Linked DNA regions of Zea mays: regions 2 and 3 are each linked to region 1. The links are chromatin contacts, called in public Hi-C maps. All regions are on one chromosome and are shown on one strand. Each heading gives the region's core, a stretch centred on a gene start, on an enhancer-like site or on the middle of the called end of the contact. The rest is flanking DNA. Distances are from core to core; before and after follow the strand shown. Region 1 holds the start of LOC100273606 (CHL-CPN10). Region 2 has its middle 200 kb from the start of LOC118476028. Region 3 has its middle 220 kb from the start of LOC118476028.

Evidence for each region. Hi-C and Micro-C count contacts between places; a contact is called where the count stands out from the background.
Region 2: a Hi-C map of tassel shows a contact between it and region 1, with 2.7 times the contacts expected there. The contact joins the enhancer-like site here to the promoter of LOC100273606 in region 1. A contact is called at or near these places in 4 of 25 Hi-C or Micro-C datasets (bundle sheath, ear, leaf and 1 more).
Region 3: a contact with region 1 is called in a Hi-C map of ear, with 3 times the contacts expected there. The contact joins the enhancer-like site here to the promoter of LOC100273606 in region 1. A contact is called at or near these places in 4 of 25 Hi-C or Micro-C datasets (bundle sheath, ear, leaf and 1 more).

The regions. Positions count from the first base shown.
Region 1 is chr1:97,499,753-97,504,861 of Zm-B73-REFERENCE-NAM-5.0, forward strand. LOC100273606 (CHL-CPN10) reads left to right here and starts at 3,139. Exons shown (of 6, transcript NM_001365740.1): 1 at 3,139-3,367; 2 at 3,490-3,540; 3 at 4,025-4,090; 4 at 4,178-4,225; 5 at 4,767-4,796; 6 at 4,898-5,109. The coding sequence starts at 3,230. The coding sequence ends at 4,969.
Region 2 is chr1:97,206,233-97,211,341 of Zm-B73-REFERENCE-NAM-5.0, forward strand. No RefSeq gene overlaps it. Among protein-coding and RNA genes, the nearest start is that of LOC118476028, 200 kb to the left of the region's middle. Within about 2 kb of position 1,964, at least 19 of the 20 cell types and tissues checked have an H3K27ac peak or open chromatin away from gene starts, as enhancers often do. A contact at or near this core is called in bundle sheath, ear, leaf and 1 more, where this site is marked.
Region 3 is chr1:97,226,579-97,231,687 of Zm-B73-REFERENCE-NAM-5.0, forward strand. No RefSeq gene overlaps it. Among protein-coding and RNA genes, the nearest start is that of LOC118476028, 220 kb to the left of the region's middle. Within about 2 kb of position 3,178, at least 8 of the 20 cell types and tissues checked have an H3K27ac peak or open chromatin away from gene starts, as enhancers often do. A contact at or near this core is called in ear and tassel, where this site is marked.

The sequences.
Region 1 (5,109 bases), core at 1,889-4,388:
GTTCACGGCCATGTTTAGTGAGCATGTTGCTCGAAGTTTATGGTCCGCTCCTGGAATCGGTCATAACTTATGCTAAGTAACATGAATATTATTTTTGCATGCATGATTTTCCAAGTTTCGAGTGACCTGCAGTTCAAATCTGAATTTTTCGAAGAAATTCAAATAAACGAACTAAATCTACTAACGATTGAAAACTCTGTTATAATTGTCCACAAATGATAAATATAGGTCTACATAGTGTAGGAACATACCACAAAAAGTTTGGGAGACAAAATAAAAAAAATAAAAATATACTTTGCCGAGTGTCTAGGGAAGACACTCGGCAAAGTGTCCTTTGCCGAGTGCCCAATATTTGGCACTCGGCAAAGATTGACGGCCGTCAGCTGTAGACGGCCGCTAACGGCCCTTTGCCGAGAGCAATCTTTGCCGAGTGTTTGACTTTCGGCAAAGCAGTCTTTGCCGAGTGCTTGGCTGTGCCGAGTGTCCTGCACTCGGTAAATAAGATCTTTACCGAGCGTAGGACTTTGCCGAGTGCGGCGCTCAGCAAAGTCGGCTTTGCCGAGTGCCCGATAAAAAGTACTCGGCAAACCGACCGGCACTCGACAAAGACCCAGATTCTGGTAGTGATATATTCATTCAAATCATATCACATCTTTCTACTCGGCAACAACAACAACAACTGAAGAGATCTAGAGGCATATCGATCATTTGCACTTTGTTGACCATTATGCTGGGCTGGGCGCGCATGAGAATCACGTTGGCCGGTTTTTCTTTTCTCTTTTTTCCTCACAACATACGTCGTTGGCAAAAAACAAAAAAAAAAAACAAAGGAAAGAACATTCTTTACCGCTAGCTATCCGTTGTCGTAATCAAAGGCCCCCGTTCGTTTCTTTCCCGCCACTCCACTACTCGACTCCAGTCCCGGTCCATCGATCGATCGGTGACGCTCTCTTTTCTTTCCCTGGGTCGCCCACGCCTTCGGCGGTCGGCTTTCAACGCTGCGCTTCGTCACGCATGCCGCACAGCCCTCCGCTCCTTCGCATCATCACGTACGCACGCACGCACGCACTGTCAATGCATGACTGCACCTACTAGAAACCACGAGAGATAGCATAACAAGCAAGCTAGCTAGCAGGTGCCAGTGCCACCTAGCTTGCCCCCGTTCCCTCTGCTAGTGCTAGCTCTAGCCCATTGTTAACAATAACTAGGCTATGTCGTCGTTGACCAGATGATTGGATCGATCCTCGTAACGCTAAAAAAAAAAGAAAATGATACATCCTTATCAGCACTAATAAGCTCTACACTAACCTTTCGCAATCAGATAAAATCTTGGAGCTAATAAACATGTGACGTGCCATCGGTTCGCCGTGTTCATGGTGGATTGGTTTGGTACCCGTCTAGGCGTCTAGCTGTCCATCTCAAAATTGACTTGCCTTTGCAGGTGATCCTCGTCGTAATTTCCCTCATGTTGCGTGTGCAGTTGGACTGCCTGCGAATCCACGAGTCGTCGTCTATCCAAAACCCAATGACGATGTATGAATTCTTATTCAAAATTAAATAAGAAGAGAATTTTAACCTCTTCAATCTTCTCCAATTTTATAGCTCCTAAACTAGTCTTTAGACTATGTATCTGTGATGGCCTTAGTCCAGCCCATATATAGACAGGGGTAGGATAGGAAGCCCTCGATCAATTTCTCATGTGATTTTACACTATCTTCTATGGTTTACTTTAAATTTTATCATCTATATTATCTCACTCACGTGTCTTGTCAGCGTTCTCTCTTCCCTTATATCTCTATTCTTTACAGCCGTTCACTCTAAATCAATCCTCCATACTCCACTATACTATTATTATATACATAATACATTTCCCTAGCATTAACTCAACTAGCATCCATATTCCCATACATCTCTAGACATCTCGCCTAAGCTAGCCTCCGCTAGCCAACTACCATGAGGACCCGCTTGTAAACTCGAGGATATTAAACAAAGAGACGGGAGGTTGAGATCTGAAACCAGTGTAAACTTTGCGTCCCATATGCTAACCTTCTAATTTAATTTCCTACGTGATATACCGATCTGTATTTCTCTAGCAAACAATTAATTCAGATAATTCGCATCTCCACATAAGTTTATTACAAAAATAGATTTAACGATCTATCTAATCATAGTAATTATATACTACAATTATTTATTTATTATATATATTTTAGTTAAAGCGGAAAGAATTTAACTCCTCAAAAACACACACAAAACGGCATCTATTTAGGGATATTTGTTTAGGGAGGTAGAGGTAGTAACCATCTTGCAGCCAACCGTATGCAGACTACTAGACATATGCCCATATCATGTGGTTCTTCTTTTTTCTTAAACTGCTCTCTAACGTTTTAGCTAACTACAATTTCTAACAGTTTCACTCAATAAAATACTCTTGCTTCTTCGAAATTTAAATATATTTTAACTTTAACTAATTTAGTATATATAAGAGACTATTACTATTTATGATGTACAATAAATATTATTAACACTTTCTAAAATTCCAGTTAAATCAAAATGTTTGACCTGCCTAAAACCATTGGTGACTTTGCTTTTAGTATTGAATTTGAGGAAGTACCACGCATACGGCATACCAACCGCTACCAGACAAATGAACTTGTGGTGTTTATCCTTTTTAATTCTATATACCTGGTGCCAGAATTGTTTCTCTGAACAATTATCATCCGAGAGCTGGCCGACAGTGTCTACGTGCAGTGTCTAAGGGCTCTGCCATGAGAACGGAATAGAGAAGTTGCCATTCGCCGAGCTTTTCCAGCCTTTTTCTTTAACCAAAACAACGACAAAGACAGATTGCGAGGCTAAAACTAGCGCAGCAAGGGCGCTTATCTAATCTACGGCCGGTTGTTACATTCCATTCCATATCGAGGATATGAAGCATTATACAAAAGAAAACTTACGTTGTTTCAGGCCCATTGTTCCAGCGGGCCAGCACAAATCGTAAATTCGTAATGGGGCCGAAATTGATGCTAAGCCCCTCCACCTCCAGATTATACAGACCATTTCGAGATGAAGGCCCAACAAGAAACTATAGAAGCATCGAGAAGAAATCCATCCCCGTGCAAAAACAGATAAGGGACGGCACGCGACGCAACTATCCTCTAGAGAGAGAGAGGAAGCCCGTCGTTCTGGAAGTTTCCACGCTCCGCGCCTCCGCCCCCTGGTCTCCGCTCCAATGGCGCCCTCACTCCTCGCCGCCATGTCCACCTCGCCCTTCCTAGCCAGCAGCGGCAGCAGCCGCAGGCCGCTAGGCGCTGCCCACACCCGACGGGCTGGACTGCGCGTGGCCGCGCTTAAGTACGACCCTGCCAAGGTGGGTGGGTTCGCTGCTGTGTGAATCCATGCGCTCTGGTTTCGAGTCTTCAAGGTTTGCTGGGTGGAATTTATGATCTAAGTCTAACGGTGTGGTTCTTGGTTTTTTTTTGGGGGGGGCAGGTGGCGCCGCAGAACGACCGGGTTCTCGTCCGTCTTGAGCAGATCCCTGAGGTCTCTCCGCTATCAATCGTGTCTCCACTCCAATACGCATGGATTGAGACGGATACGAGTGTAGCCGTATAAAGCCTAAGTGCTGTAGTTACTCTGACTTTGAGAGCAACTACGACCACTTGGGTTTTGAAATGTCTTATGGAATCTGAGTTTATTTATATAGCAGTATAATTGATTCACTCAAGCTAACACTCCCCCAACTATAATTACAGTATTCTGTTTACTGCACCGATTAGAGATATTGCAGTACTATCAATAAGTGTGGTTAGTTTGACATGTTAGCAGGGCTCTGTAATTTTAAAATTTTAGAATCAACTGTTGCACCCGTCCTTTTCTATACCTGAATTACTGTACAATCCTGTTTCCTGTGAAACTGTATTACAGGAATGCACATGTGTCTGCTGAAGTTTTTAGAAGTTGATAGTTTGATATAATTGATTGTTCTGAGTTCTGAGTTTCTGACAAAACTGTTTTATTCATGCAGAAATCTGCTGGCGGTGTATTGCTACCAAAATCTGCTGTTAAGTTTGAGAGATATCTGATGGGTGAGGTGAGATCTTGAAGGCACTACTATCTGTTTCTGTGATTGTTAATTTTAGTAGGATATAGTCTGACCACATTGTATTGTTCATGCTAGATTCTATCGATCGGTGCTGAAGTCAGTGAAGTTGAGGCTGGGAAGAAGGTAAGGAACATTTTATGACTTAACTCTTATTGATGCATGCTCAAATGCTCACTTGTGCAAACAAGTAGCATTTTTGTGCTTTGCGTGTGAAGTTTGTTTATACTTTAGAGAACAATCTATCATATATTTCACACTTTTGTTTATACTTTGGAGAACAATCTATCATATTATGTCACACTTTGCTTTGTGGTTTGTCTTCTAATCTTACTATTCAAATTTATTGTTTATCTTGGACAAAGGAACTAAGTGAATGGACTATGTTTACTTGAGTAGATTGAAGAGTGGTTATGTTTCTAAAACAAATATAGTGTGCTAATTTGCAAGATGCTACCATTATGACATTGTCTGCTACTGAAATCTGCTTGTCACGCCAGAAATAGACATGCTTTATTTTTGTTTTCTATCCTTGTCAATTTTTCCGGCAATTGAAATTGTTACTGTGTCAATTCTTACAGTTTGCATAGTTTGTTGAATGTACTTTTACTTTTACCGTAGTACAATGCTCATAATGTAGAATACTGTAACCAGTTTGCACTTGCAGGTTCTCTTCTCAGACATCAATGCTTATGAGGTAACTGGCTTATTTTCTCTTAACAATTTTTTTTGGCCTTGCCGTGAGCCCTACATTTTCCGATTCAATCAACCTAGCTGACTTAGCTCATTGTGTTGTAGGTGGAGCTTGGTACTGATGAAGAGAAGCACTGCTTCTGCCGTGAGTCAGACTTGTTAGCTGTAGTTGAATGAATTTTACCATGAAAATTTCGGACTTACCTGGGAATGCTCCAACGGCATGAACTTATCTTGCCCCCACTTTGTTGTATGCCATTTGAACGTTCGTTAATTCAGCTTCTAGATGATTGTTAGTTACCGTTGATTTTTGGTCG
Region 2 (5,109 bases), core at 714-3,213, 290 kb before region 1:
ATCTCCTCTGATTTGGTTAATTGAGTCTTGTCGTTCTTTAGCAGCGCAAGCAAAGGCAGATGATGAAAAAACTGAATCGAATGTGCTACACTCCTGCTGTCTCTGCCACCGTCGAACTCCCGACACTATCGTCTTCTAGAGGTAAACAGACCGTTCTCAGCCTTCAGTTCGCTTTACCATGTTCATTGCTCCCTGCAAGGGTCCCAATCTCTGATTTCTTTCTGGCATAACGATGGTGTTGAGGGCGACAATGACGGCGTATCTGCTCCCACCGATGTCTACCACCCGCCGTTGTCATTTCTGGGCGGTAATCAGATCCTTTCCATGCTTCGTTTCGATTTCTCATGTTCTCCTGCATTTAGTTTTGAATCTTTGCAATGCTCTCTCGATCTACACTGGAATACAATACGATGTCGATCTACACCGGAAAGCACACATGCTTTTTTCTCCCCCTTTTCCCCTCCAACTACACCGGAAGGCACAAATGCTTCTTTGCCTCTTTTTTTAATCACATTAGAAACCCTAAATTTGGTTTCCCCTGAAAAAGAAAATTAACAGAAACTAGGACCGCATAATGTGGACCTGCCTTTGCCTTTACTGATCGCCATGCATCCACTCGCGCGTGCTATTGGGCTTCATGCAGGACATGTTACTTTTGGATGCATTTAGGGAATACATATGTCATTTCATGTTATTGTATTGCTTTCTTAAAGTTTTTTATTCATATTTCAGATGATACTAACAATTATCTTTTATAAATCTTTAGTACGCACTTTCGATGCTCCTATCTTACTTTAACAGACCTATTAAAAGGCATATCAGTATATTAAAGTGCAGTATTACCATAAAAATGTAGATTTCTCCCTAAGCTTTCTTATTTTTTGGCCCCTCTGCAGGACATGTTAATTTTGGGCATTCATGGAATGTCTATCTAATCTAAGCAGCTTATAATCCCAAACAAACATGCCATATAATCTAATTCATCAAGTCCGTCATAGCTTCATATTGAAGAGACCTATCCTTGCCATCAACCAAATTGAACATTCCGGTGTATCCATCAACTCCAACAAAGCTTATCTGAAACAAAACAAAGAATTTCGCGCTCTACAACACTGTCCAGACTATCAGCATCCATTTCTCCACATGTAAGTTAAATTCAACGTGTTTAGTAATTCAATTTTTTTTCGAGATATTTAGATTTCATTATGCTTACACGTTGACTTACATGCCAGCAACATGACAGCTTTGAAATAGACGATAGTCTTCAAACTGTAGACCAAAACCTACAGTCTTTTCAATCACCACCGAAAAGGTACTAAACTGAAAGAATCTTCTCACTTCTCAAATTCATTGGTTTACCTTTCTTTTTGGATTAGGGCTAGGCGCAAATGTTTAAAGTCTGATTGCAGCGAGGATATCTTATTCATTCGATTTGTTGATGCATATACTCTATCACCATCCTTTACTTCAATTGCAAAAAAAATCTATTCAACTTCAAAATAACCTGCTCATCGTACACCGCAGGAAGGATGTTTGAACTTCAGAGATAAGCCTTCGACGCACCACCAGATGTATGTAAATTATGTCTTATTTGGAAAATAGTATCCAAGTATCTTTTGTCTATACATCCTAATATATATATACGTAGACTCAAAGATGCTAAATATGTACTGTTTGTAGCCCGCCACTTTCTATGATGACCGTATATTATGCAATGATCATAATTATCTGGCAGACTGCAACGCTCTGTATACATATATGTATAATATAATGTCCTATCTCTGTGTTTATGGGACAAATAAGTATATAAATTCACGCGCGCTGGCGCGCCATTGGCTAGTTTAAAATATTGGATAGCGGCTGGGGATGTAGCTAGCTAGTTGCAGCGATAAGTCGATAAGACCACGACTGGGCCCGGCCATTCTCGGTAGTTTGCTGCCCCAGTGTCCATTGGGCCAAGTTTCTGGCAGCTTGATCACAGATGAACCAGAAGCCCACATATAGGAACTACACGTAAGGATTAGGCCCGTAAAGCGCACTGCGCCGAGAATTTTCTTTCCGCGCGTGTCATGCTCCAATCATTAACCAGAGAATGAAAGCGCTTTCGATCGGGGCGATTGAAAGCGACAAAGAGAAAGAGAAAAGCATCGGAGCATCGATGCGTCGGTGTATTAGAATTAAAGGTTGGCTCGTAAAAGACTGCAGGCCGGCCGGCCGGCCACTTGGCGTGGCTTCTGCGAAACCTAAGGACTTGTTTGGGACAAAGGGTAATAGAGGGGATTGAGGGGGCTATAATCACTCACTATTTAAAATTAAGTAGTACAAGATTATAGCCCCCTCAATCCACTCCATTAGCTTTAATTCATCTGTATTTGTACCGTGCTGCGCTTCTTCTTCGCCTCCTCCTGGAGGGTGTCGAGAACCCGGACCATCCGCCAACAGCTCCTCTTTTTTTTTTCTGTCAAAGCTAGCTGCTCATTCTGCACTGCAGCCGTCGCGAACGAATCTGCTACGCTACGGGACTAGCTTGCGAAGCTAGGCTATGGTCGGTCAGTGCAAAGAGGTTCGGCGTGAAGTTTTTATTCGATTATGACCTCTGATGGATGGATCTCGATCCCTAGCTCTTTTCCAAGCTCCGTTCCATAATATCATGTGCTCTCCAGAAACAGCTAAACAAAAAACTGTGCTCCGTCGGTGCGGTGTCACTCACTTGCATCTCATGCATGTACCTGTACGTGGTGCTTCTCTCCTATGCCCAGCATCTACTACATGCATGCTACCTATACGTCACTGCATCTCATGCATGTACCTGTACGTCCCAATTTGTTGAAACTAGAAAGTGATTTTTAGCTCTTGCTTCCTACTTGAGCTAGAGTTAGCTGCACTGCACAGCACCTACACGTGGATAGGCTTACTGCTGGCCGATGCCAAATCTAGCAGCCTTTTGATCAGGTACGTACGACTCGCTGCATCTGCATGCATGCATGGCAGAGTGGTTCCACAAAGATCAGGACCTGCATCGCTGCATCTAATGTCAGTATGCCATATGTTCAGTGTCACTGCGTCAAACTGTCAGTTAATTATTATAAAAAATATAATATACCTATACTAGCCAGTAGTACTCCGTATTGTTTTTCAGTATCAGGGCCACTCATGATTTTAGTTTCGCATTTCTATTCTGAAATCATAATATCTATATAGACATATAGTAAGAGTGTGTTTGGGAGCGAGAATACCAGATGACACTAGAGAAGCTAAAATACTCTTGATATTTAATTTTAAATAGAAAGAGGATTTTAGTTTCACTACCGGAATCGCCGGCTTTGCCGAGTGACTGAAGCACTCGGCAAAGCCTTAAAAACACTCGACAAAGGCTTTGCTGAGTGTCGCACTCGGCAAAGAGGGCTCGGCATACAGTGCATCGGCAAAGCCTTCTTTGCCGAGTACTTTTTCTCGGGCACTCGGCAAAGAGGTTTACCGAGTGCCAGTGGGCACTCAGCAAATAAAAGCAACCGTTACGGCGTCGGGTTGACGGAGACGGTGTCTTTGCCGAGTGTCTCGGGTGATACTCGGCAAAGAAGTTAACTTTGCCAAGTGTCGGCCTGACAGCACTCGGCAAAGAAACCGCCAGAGGGGGTCCCCATGTCAGGTACTTTGCCGAGTGCTTGGTATGGTACTCGACAAAGCATGCTTTTTTGCCGAGTGCTTGGTATGGCATGTGAGAATGGTGGAAGGCGATACCCAAGGAGGGTCACCGCATATCATTATATAGCAATGAGAGGATTATAATGGATGGCAATAATCATGCCGAGTATCATGGGACGCAGCCCAAGGATGGAAACAGTAATAACTACTATAGCGAGATTTCCTCTCTATCCTAACACCCTCCCTCAATCTGTACGGGATGAAATCAAGTTCAGATTGCTACAAATATGGCAAAAAGCAGGTCCTGGTAGAGCCTTAGTCATTATATCAGCAAGCTGGTCCTTAGAGGAGATTAGTCGAACATCCAATTGGCCGGAAGCAACACGTTCTCGGACGAAATGGTAGTCGACTTCGACATGCTTCATTCTTCGATAAAATATTGGGTTGGCAGTAAGATATGTAGCACCGGTATTGTCACACCACAGAACTGGTGGTCGAGGAAGAACAACACCAAGTTCCCGAAGTAATACTTGAAGCCAAATAATTTCTGTCGTTGCATTAGCGACTTCCTTGTATTCCGCTTCAGTACTAGATCGAGACATAGTTGAATGTTTGCGAGATCCCCAGGATATGAGATTGTTACCAAAAAAGATAGTGAAACCTCCTGTACTTCGGCGATCATCTGGATTGCCGGCCCAGTCAGCATCAGAGAAGGCCCGAAGCAACGGAGTGTGTGTCTTGGTGATAGCCAGGCCATAATCAAGTGTACCGTTTAGATAACGAAGAATCCGTTTGACGGTAGCCCAATTTGATGTTGTGGGCGCCGACAAAAATTGACAAACCCAGTTTACAAAGAAGGAGATGTCCGGTCTTGTAAAAGATAAGTACTGAAGTGTGCCAACAACACTCCTGTACCGAGTTGTATCTTCAGGAGAAAGTGTTGTGCCATCATGTAGAGAGAGCTTCTCAGCTGGTAACATCGATGTAGGAGCAGCCTTGGAGTTCTCCATGTTGGTACGTGTTAAGAGATCTTGTATATATTTGCGTTGAGTTAACAGAAGTCCAGAGGAAGTATGATGAACCTCAATGCCAAGAAAATAATTAAGTGCACCCAAGTCTTTGACAGCAAAAACACGTGACAGCTGCTCAAGAAGCTTATTAGTGGCTTGTGAAGAGGAGCTCAATATAATAATGTCATCAACATAGACCAATATTTAAATCTGAGTGGCACCTTGGTTGAAAATAAATAGAGAGACATCATCTTTTGAGGCTTGAAAACCCAATTCAATTAGTGTGCTACTCAAGCGAGCAAACCATGCTCGGGGAGCCTACTTAAGACCATACAGTGCCTGGTCAAGCTTGCATATATATTCAGGATGACTGGAATCTTCAAACCCTGGAGGTTGTTTCATATAGACATCTTCTTCAAGTATGCCATGAAGAAAAGCATTTTGAATATCTATT
Region 3 (5,109 bases), core at 1,928-4,427, 270 kb before region 1:
CTATGCCTTTAGTTTGCATTCACGATTCAGAAATCGTTACTCACGACCACTGATGCAAAACAAACAAGTTCATGCAAACTCAATTGACTTTTTATACATGAGTTAGACCATTAAGGCTTGTAACACGAGTATCTTAATCCATCGTACTCTGTGATATATGCAGTTAACCAATCTAAAAATAATAGTTTCTATAGGATGGAGGGAGTATGCATTTGCGTGTCATCTCATATATTGAATATTATGGATGCACAGACTGCATCGTCAGATGTCACTACCACTAATGCTGTAGCGCATGATTTCTCTAGAAAAATTGAACTTCGTGTATTCCTCCACTACAGTTGTACTACTGTAGTTGGGTCTCCATGAACCATATACCCCGCATTCAATATAGAGAAATGTTAATTTTATACTATTAAAAAATTTCATTCACAAATTTGTATCAATCTAATATATGTCGATAGTTATTTACATAGTCTTTCAATGCAATTTATGCAGATCAGAAGCTTTGTACATGCAGGCAATGAAATTTTAACTCAGTACAACATAGATTGACCAATATTGTGATAGCGTGAACAAAGCCACCAGAAAATTGCACAGAAACAACTTGAACTCGTTGATACGTTTGTAGAGATGATTGACTACATGATGGCACAGGATGGGATGGTGATCCCACAAACTCTCCAACCCAACGATTTACTCGTAATGCTACTATTCACCTACATTTTTTGGAGGTACAATATATTTTTTATTTCAAACACTCCATATAAACCTGCTACATGATCTAAATATTTTACAACTGGTGCACTGTGATGACTGATGACAACATAAAACCCGTGGTTGCATGCAGGGAGTAGGGAAGGCATTGTCGATCTCTTCTTGAAGTCAGCTGAGTATTTGGACTATGCAGTTCATCATGTACCCATACATATACCACCTCAAAGACACCTTATTAATTCTTTTTTATTGCATTAATTCAGAGCACTGAACATAGGAGTTCACCGTAGAAGTTCAGTGGTAACACTGATGATGACTACGTACTCTTTTATGAAAGCCTTGCCAAAAGAAGATGTCCTTCTCATAGTTGAGTACAAGAATAATTATCTCTTGTATCTTATTGTAAAATCTGAAACATTTGTTCTGTAGATGGTTAGCTTGCATTTTATGCTATAATTACCTCAAATCACGTGTTGCCTTTTCACCAATTTATGACATATATTGATATGTTTTACTTTAATTTACGACATGTATTGATGTGTTTTGCGACAACCTCATGTGGGGCCACATTTGCCATTATGAAATAGATCGACGATTTACGCTAAAATTCATACCCATTTACACTGTGTTGTTTTGGTTCATGTTTTACGTTTAAATCCGACTGAGCCAGAACTTGCGCATGATCGTACGCATGCGATTTTCACGCAGTAATTTAGGCCCCATTCGTCGTTACGAAACAGATCAATGATTTATGCTATTTTGGTTCACGTTTTACGCTGAAATCTACCCGAGTCAGAACCCGTGTACGATCGGACGCGCGAGATTTTCACGCCGTAATTTCCGGGCCAATTCGCCGTTACGAAATAGATATACGATTTACGCTGTTTTTTATGTTTTACTCTAAAATCTGTCCGAGTCAGAACCCGATCACGATGGGACGTGCGAGATTTTTATGTCGTAATTTTCGGATCGCATTTGTCGTTTCGAAACAGATCTACGATTTACGCTAAAATTCGTAATCATTTACGTTGTTTTAGCTCACGGTTTACGCAGGAATCCGCCCGAGCCAGAACCGGAACCACATACTACATGATTTATACTGTCAAGTACAAGTCATTATGCAGTCGTAAACGCTGTCCACAATGTCATATTCGTTCCACGTGATTCGGGCGTCAAAAGATTCCTTTATACATGGTTTACGCATCTTTATCCATATATATATATATATATATATATGCATTCGTATATTGTCTTACGCTTATCGTCCTGAATTCTTGGTTGTCGACTGCATGGCTGACGCAAGCACGTGGGTGCTGGGCCGACCGTGTCCTGGCTGGGCTTCCATTAGTAGGGGAAGCCTAGGGCTTCTATTACCTCTTCACTCGCTCAATTAACCCGAAGATTCAGGCAGTGAAGGACGGCCTCCTAACGGCTTAGCACTGCCACCCATCGAGGAAGCTGGGGTAGCACCATGCCTTTAATACAACAGGACCCGATTCCTCTTGTCTTGATACATGCTGTTCAGGTTCGGTAGAGGCGTCATGATCTTGCTTCACTAACAGTTTATGTAAATGCCATCAATTCCTTGGTAGCTCGGAGAAAAAAAAGCAGTGTCCGTCGGTTTCTTTCTCCTCGTATATATATATCTGCTTAAAAGGACAGCTAGCTGACAGTGATACGTGAGATGGGAATGGGAGCTTTCTTAGAGAACGGAACACAACCAGTGCTATGCATTGCATTGCATTGGGGGGAGTAGAATATAATCGCCATATGTTGTTCACGGAATCGGCGGAGGATTAAAGCGCAAGCAACCTTAATCAAAAGAAATGCGTAGCAATCCTCATGATGCGGCAGGCAGGCATTATATATACATCGAATCGAATCAGGAGAGATCGGAGTTTGTTAGAGCATGCTTTTCGGTAAGATCTTTACTCTACTTTTTCTACAAGAGCGTGGTTCTTTTTTTTACAATGTCTGCAGGCCAACTTTTTTTTTGTTATCAATTTTGCTTGGCGGTTATTATGGTAAGAAAGGGAGAGATGGATGGATGTGTGATGTGTCTCGCGCGTGGTGGTAGCCTGCCATAGCAGCGAGCCAGCGACACAGCAGCACAGGATGCAGGAGAGGGAGACTAGCAGTCCACAGCATATACGCACGCACGTATATGAATCCATGATGCCGATCGATTCCGGCTAGCTAAATAGATTCCTCTGCGGCTGCTCAATCTGTTGGACTAGCACTAACTGTTGAAGGTTGAAGCATCATGCAAGGCGTCCATGCTGTCGTCTCGTCCCCATGTCACTTGTCAGTTACACTGCTAGGTGCCGACTGCCGATCCGTAATGTTAGCTAGGCGGGCACGTACTTGAGCAGTCTCGAGATAGCATCAGGCACAGCAGAGCCCCCACCCCCACACGCCCAGGCACCCACAGCGTCCCAGCGTGTGCAATGCATCATGCCATGGCGGCACTGCATGCAGCGTCGGCATGGAGATGGATGGGATGGATGGACAACCTAGGCCGGCGGGAGGCATGCATGCACGTGACACTAGCGCTTGCCCCCTTCCATGATTGTTACTAATATACTAACTGGCCCAGGAAGGAAGCAGAAGGTCAGAGCGAGGGCGCAGTAACTGGTGGCCGATGCATCACTGCTCCGTCGTCTCGCAATGCAGCCAGGCGGGGGACATGCGCAGTGCTCCGTCCAGGTACAGTAGCCTGGCGGAGCAGAACCTCTCGATCGCTCATGGGACTCATCATGGACCCGCTGAAGACAATGCATTGGGGGATGGACTGGAGATGCAGGCTACAGAGGCGCCTCTTCCTTTTTTTATTACTGTTTTATTACTCATGTCTTTCGGTCCTGGCAAGCCTAATGACTACACCGATGATTTCCTGCTCGCACGCTCTAGGCTAGCTGCTGTAGTAAATAAAAACAAAAGGAGTTGAAAAATTAAAGAATCCATCCACGGCACGCAATAGAATGCGCGTCAGTTTGGCTGAGATGTGGATAAGAATAGAGCAACTTTATTTCTATTTTTAATGCTTGGTTTTCAATAATAACCGAGCGGCTACTAGAGTCTCTATATGAAAATACTTGGAATACTTTCAGTTTATTAAGGGTGTGTTTGGTTGAGTACGTAGTGGATGAGAATGAAGCGGTTGCATTCCTATTTTCTGTATATTTTGTTTTAACAAAAAAGAGCGGATCCTGTAGTCTCCATATAAAAATTTACCATAAATATTTAGAATACTCCCGCTCCACCAAAATGACCGGATGCGAGTGCTCTACCGGACGCAAGCGCCCTCCTCTCTCTCCTCATCTCTATACTCATGTGACTCTCCAACCAAACAAAGAACAGAGCAGCTCTGCTCTATTTTACTCTTCAAGCAAACAAAAAATGGAGCGGCTCTGTTCTGCTTGCCAAACTCAGAATAGACCGACCCCATTCTCAAAAATTAGAATGGAGTCGTTCCATTCTAGTCGACTCTCCAACCAAACGCACCCTAAAATGACCGGATGCGAGCGCTCTTCCGGATGCGAGTGCTCTCCTTCCTCTCCTCCCACTACAGGAATCAGGAAGATTCCCGTCGGCCATTTTAATTCCCGTCGGCCCGAGCGCGGGCCGACGGGAATTAAATAACTCCCGTCGGCTCAATTCCAGCCCACGGGCTTTATTTTAACTCCCGTCGGCCAGCCGCCAGCCGACGGGCTTTATTTTAATTCCCGTCGGCCCAGCCACCAGCCGACGGGCTTTAGTTTAACTCCCGTCGGCCCAGCCGCCAGCCGACGGGAGTTAACTAATTCCCGTCGGCCCTGACGCTAGCCGACGGGAATTAAATGTTTATGTGCCCGACGCCGCCGCCGCGCGGCTCATTTTCTCGCTCGCTTGCCTCTGTCGTTTTCACGCCGCCGCCGCTCACCACCTCTCGACGCCGGCCGCCGCTCACCACCGCCGCCCGCCGCCCGCCCGCGGCCTAGAGCGCACCCGCCGCCGCCCCGGGAGCGCCGCCCCCAACCGCCACCGCCCCGGCGTCGTAGCGCCGCCCGCCGCCGCCCCCGTAGCGCCGCCCGCCGCCGCCCCCTAGCGCCGCCAGCCCCATAGCGCCGCCCGCCGTCCGCCCACGCCCCCGGAGCGCCGCCCACCCACGCCCACGGAGCGCCGCCCGCTCTAGGAGCAACGACCGCCGCCGGCCCCGCCTCCGGAGCGCCGTCCGCCGCGCCACCGGCCCCGGAGCGCCGCCCGCCCCCGAAGCGTCGCCCGCTGCTCGCCGCCACCAACGCCGCCGCCGCGGAGCGCCGCAGCCGCCCCGGACCGTTAAGGTATATTATGGTTTGAATTATAATGATGCGAGTGTTATTTTTAAATGTGTGTACAAATGTTTATTTTCGTCGG